2 separate regions of the Gossypium hirsutum genome follow, and region 2 is linked to region 1. Evidence: chromatin contacts called from public Hi-C data. All regions are on one chromosome and are shown on one strand. The core of a region is the stretch at or near the end of the contact, and the rest is flanking DNA. Distances in the headings are between cores, read along the strand shown. Region 1 holds the start of LOC107901164 (probable pectinesterase 53). Region 2 holds the start of LOC107901158 (acid phosphatase 1).

Evidence for each region. A called contact is a pair of places that touch in the nucleus more often than the background predicts.
Region 2: a Hi-C map of leaf shows a contact between it and region 1, with 2.8 times the contacts expected there. The contact joins the promoter of LOC107901158 here to the promoter of LOC107901164 in region 1. A contact is called at or near these places in 5 of 34 Hi-C or Micro-C datasets (fibers, hypocotyl and leaf).

What each region holds. Positions count from the first base shown.
Region 1 is chrD06:12,272,151-12,275,044 of Gossypium_hirsutum_v2.1, reverse strand. It overlaps LOC107901164 (probable pectinesterase 53), which reads left to right and starts at 1,515. Exons shown (of 5, transcript XM_041095692.1): 1 at 1,515-2,084; 2 at 2,376-2,565; 3 at 2,644-2,850. The coding sequence starts at 1,720.
Region 2 is chrD06:12,444,650-12,447,543 of Gossypium_hirsutum_v2.1, reverse strand. LOC107901158 (acid phosphatase 1) reads right to left here and starts at 1,389. Exons shown (of 3, transcript XM_016827051.2): 1 at 769-1,389. The coding sequence starts at 1,166.

The sequences.
Region 1 (2,894 bases), core at 266-2,765:
TATTTTCTACAATGGACAATTCTGACCAAACAAAATCCCTCCAAGTAACCCAATCGCCCACAAAGGAAACAAAAAACAAATAATCTTTCATATTGGAATTGGGCATATATACTGCTTTTTTGAGACAAAACAATTTTCTTCATTCGTTTCAATAGCCCCTTGATTCACACAAAACCCCAATAGCCCCTACCCATAGCTTTTGTATCATACTCCAAAACTTCCCAATAAAGTTTCTAAACTGCCTTGCCATATCCTTAGACATCAACCCTGATGGCAGATCATGGATTTGAACCAAAAATTTGTAAAGACTAACGACACCTCCATCGGATCTTCCCCTTTCTGCAATATATGAAAGACTAACAAATGACCATTAAAAGTCCAAGGACTTCCCTCCAAGAATCTATCAAAATAGATTTCATAATAAAGCCGAAGCCGAAACAAGAATCAAAGCTGAAACAAGAATCACTTATCTCCCAGATCTAATAACATCACCCCTCCATATGGATGCCATAGATTGGCTAAAGTCGATTTCATTGTTTGGAACTGAATAACGTTGGCAGTCAAAAAATTGCTAACTACGTAGAGATCGTCCACCTCCTCACTCTCCTCCCCTCCCAAATCGTCTTGCCATCCTTTCTCCTCTCCCCCTTCTAGCGAGAGCGCCGCCATCCCCCTCTCCATCCCAATGTTATCACCATCGCTCCCCATCTCAGCAGCCACACACATGCAAACCACCAACAACCGAAACCACTCAATAACCAAGTAGGACTCAAAGATATGTCAATAGAGCAAACTTAGAAACGTGTCAGTAGAATAAACCCTCTAAAGAAATTTTTTATCTCAATTTTACAAAACCTGGAGCTCAACCTTTTTTATTTAATTACTATATTCCATAATTTAATGTAAACAAATATTCAACCTGATACAAAGCGAAAGAATCTTACTAATTTATAATTATATTTAAGTACAGCAAGCAAGAGGCGCTACCAAAGACAAATAGCCATTTTAAATACTTCAATAAAAACTTTTGCATGCCCAGCTAATCTAACCACCCAAATTCATCAGTTTGGCAAATAATATAAGGATGTATTTTTAATATACCCAACATTAGTATTGAATATAAGAGGTCATTTGTAAGATTTTTTTTATCACTCACCATCAATATATAAATTTATAGACTACCAATAAATTAAATATTAACACATACTCTAATGATACAAATAAGTTAGGTAATCATCAAACAGGATAGAAAGATTTTGATAAAAAAAAATTAGATTCCAATCCCATTATCTCTTCATACACAAAACATGGACAAGGAGAGACCACTCACGGGCATTACAACACAAACAGCGATAAAGAAAGAGCTGATAGAGAAATAGTTTTCATTTAAGACAAGGAAAAATATGTTTTCATTATATGCCAAAAAAAGTGCAACCTGGTCCTCTCTTGTGGCCTAGATTGTTTGCTTTTTTTCCCCCATATATCCCTTCTCTCTTCTTGACTCTTGACATGTTTGTCTACCCGTGACCTCTACCTTTCTTTCATTCTCTTTTCTCTATTTCAACAACAATATTTTATATTATATACCTTTTTCCAACTAACGATAAAGTACCAACTAAGCTGTATATAAACCATGAGAGAAACTCGCCACTCTCATCACTCAACCTCTAATATTACATTCCCCTTTTGCTCTCTCATTCTCCTTTTATTCCTAAAACCATGTCAAAGTTTCAACGTTTTCTGTACATTACCTTCATTTTCTTTCTATTGAATTCAGGCCATGCATTGTGTCATACCAAAGGAATCAGATTCAGAAGCTCTAAAGGGAAGCACAGCCATAGGCAATCAACTATGACGGGAACCCATGGCTCCGAGCAGCAATTCATGCAGTGGGTCAAATTTGTTGGTAGCCTTAATCACTCAGTTTTCAAGACAGCAAAGAACAAGCTTTTCCCTTCTTATACTCTCACTGTGGACAAGAATCCGGCCAAAGGAGACTTCACCACTATCCAGGATGCCATTGATTCTCTTCCTTTAGTAAATCTTGTGAGAGTGGTCATCAAGGTCCATGCAGGGGTTTACACGTGAGTACCTTGTGGCTTTCCTTCATTTGTAGTTTTACTCTGTCCTTATGCTCTTCTGCACATATATATAGATTCTAGAGTTTGTCTACATTCACTTGTATGCTAATTCTTGTTCAGTGTGAGACCGTCATACAGACACAAGAATGTAATTTCCAATTTTGTCTTTATCTACCTGATCAAAATGCCTTCTGATATGGTTTTTGACCAAAGAGTCTAATTCAAACCAATCTTGTCTTTCAAACTATCTTTAAGAAATTAACAAATATTTACCTATATTTGATTTGATTGCAGAGAGAAGGTTAACATTCCACCATTTAAATCTTTCATAACCATTGAAGGATCAGGAGCAGATGAAACAATTGTCCAATGGGGAGACACAGCTCAAACACCTGGACCAAGAGGACAACCTTTGGGAACCTATGCTTCTGCAACTTTTGCTGTGAATTCCCCTTATTTTATAGCCAAAAACATAACATTCAAGGTAACTTAATTAATCAGCCTTCTTAACTATTCTACAATGTAATTATTTTCTTATTTGCAAAATCAAATACTGGTGCAGAACACTACACCAGTGCCACCACCAGGAGCAGTAGGGAAACAAGCAGTAGCATTTAGGATATCTGCAGATACAGCTACTTTCTTGGGCTGTAAATTCCTGGGAGCACAAGACACCCTCTATGATCACTTGGGCAGACATTACTATAAAGATTGTTACATTGAAGGTTCAGTGGATTTCATCTTTGGCAATGGTCTCTCCCTCTTTGAGGTTAGTTACTTAATTCCCGACCTGTATATAAGTACATATTATAC
Region 2 (2,894 bases), core at 140-2,639, 170 kb before region 1:
CATGACAATTGGCAATAGGCAAAAAGCTTACCTTGGATGTCAAATTTTCATTTTCGGCAAATGTTACCCAAAATCTTTCAAACCAAGGTTTTTGTTTTGTTTTGTTTTATCATGAACAAATTAATAATTGTTTAGTTTACAATACTGACGTTACAATAAGGAAATTCTAGCATAAGTAAAACCCCATATAAAGTTCCTATTTCAAACCAATGCATTGAAAATCATGAGAGAACGAAACTGCCGAAAAGGGTATTCAATATAAATGCATAAGTATAAATAACATATTATACAATCTTTAAGTCTTAACTAATTTTAAATAATATCAAAGGATATTAAGTAGCAAAATCACTTTTTTTAACCACTAAATTTAGTCATTATATTCAAGAAAAAAGCATAGAATACAATAATTTTCAATTTCCTTCCTCAAATATCAAATTTTAATAGGAAAATGGTTGAGGTTACCTTAATAATCATAACTTAATGATCGCCTGATTCATAATCATATCAAAAGTTATCTTGCCAAGAAGAAGAGAGCATATCATGCATCCGATAGCGACTCTAGCATTATTTAATGTTAAAAATTTGCGATTGGTTTCCTCATTTATGGTTGACCAAGAATGGCCATCTAACCTTCCAAGCCAAGACAAATCTGGGTGTGTGTTTTTTTCTATACCATTAATCCTACCAAAAGCAAAGAAAGCGCATTCATTCGAATCTTATCCGATTCATGGTGTTAAAAAAAAACGAGGACAGGGTTGACGTACATACCCGAACCCGTGATCTCGATAGTAGGGTAAATTGGTCAACAAAGTCTCGTCGACGTCGAAGACCCAGGCGTCTTTGCCGTCGGATGCGATCTTGACGGTGGAAGCGTAAGCGAGGGAGTAATTAGCGACGACCTCGCAGTCGGAAGCGTAGCGTTGACCGGTCATATAATCTCTGACGAAGGGAACGCAGCGGGAGGGGATTGCGGCCCAACTTCCTGCGTTACTGGTCTCGACGGCTAACTGCCAGCTGGCACAGTAAAGGTCGTCATCAATGTCGGATCGAGGAACGATCGTTGCCGTTGTCGGGAGGCGGATATTGGGTTCAAAAGAAGTCGAAGATTCGAGAACGGAGGCGGTGAGGAGGAGTAGGAATAGGAAGGTTAGGGGCTGAGACGCCATTGGAAGTTGAATTCAATAATTGAGGAGGGAGAGTGTTTTTTTGTTCTTTTTTCTTACCTCTCCCAAGCAGTGGCTTATTGATTGTGACAAAAAGTTCCTATAATTTATTGTGAAAACTGTTGGTGCTCTTCACATTTTAACCATTCATTTTTGGGTTAATAGTTTCCACATGAGTTTGTCCAACATTCAATTTTTTTTAGACTTGACTGATATTTGAATTTGTATTCTCATCACCTAAATTTGTATCTATGTATTAATACCGTTAATTTATAATTTATACTCACATAGCACTCGAAAGAAGTTTAAAATATATATAAATTAATAAAAAAAATATTATTTTCACAATAAGAATGAACTTTGACAAAAATTTATACTCTTTTTTTATTAATTAATCTATTTTTAAAATTTCTTAATTGAATATTGAGAAATTGTTATATGTCACCCATTAGTGCCACATCAGTATAAACTAATGGTGTTAGTGCGAAAGTACCAACTTGAGCGGTGGAATATAAGCTCAAGTACCAACTAGGTACTACATATTAACCCTTTATTTTCCAATGATTGTTTAGAATTTGTATTTATGATAAGGTTAAAATACGCTATTAGTCCCTATACTTGCATAAAATTTAGAATTTAGTCCAAATACTTTAAAAGTTAAAAATTTAATCCTATACTTTTTCAATTTAAAAATCTTAATTGATAGTTTGTATTTATGTGATTATAGTTTAAGAAAAAGAGAATCTCATAGATAGGCTTCTAAAAAAAGATAGGTTATTAAAATCAAGCGTAGAATTAGTACCAATTTGGTAAGAATAAATCTCAATTTAATTTTAATTCCAAAAAAATAATAATATATTCGTTTCATAAATTATGATAACCAAATTAAATATCTCAATTTATCTAATATTTTAAGAGTTGGAACCCATTTTATAATATGAATTGAATTATTTTTTACCCAAACGTCTCCCATTTCATTCTACTTTCCCAATTGCTCACACAATAAATACTTTTTTCTTGCTTATTTTCTTTTATGTAAAAAAAAAAAAACTTTATAATTACCTTTCAATTATCATTTTCCAAAATAAATATAATTAATTAATATATAAACAATTGAGATGAGCTCCAGTTATATCCAAAAAATTCTATTCAAGATTTGACTTGAATAAAAAATAAAATCTCATTTTTTAAGTTTTATCTTTTGTCTAAATTTTCTTATATTTTAGGCAGCCCCTACTTTTAACGCTTTATAAACAACTTGTACTAAATTGCTTTTAGATTTTCCAATTGCAGGATGCCCATCCACGAGAAGCTTTGTCAGACACTCGAGTTAGGTCAAAAAAATTCTACTCAAGGCTGGGCTCAAATAGAACTCAAAATTTTGTTTGATCTCATTTTTCGAGCTTTGTACTTTTGTATAAACCTTCCCGTATTTTGGCTAGTATCTCCTCTTAATGATTTATAAATGACTTGTCCTAGATTGCTTTTAAATCTTCCAGTTCCACTGGAAACCCTATCAACAACACTGCATCTTTTAGTGTTATTGTTGCTTTGGCACATTAGAGATTAAATGCACAAATCTCAAGTCTCCATTATTCAATTGGAGTAGACACGAATGACAATAGGGAAATTAACTTTCCCAACTAGGGTGATAGAAACTAGCATCCATTAATTGAGGAATGATTTTGTTGTAAGCGAGATCTATATTCATATAGCCGCAAAGTCAAGTCG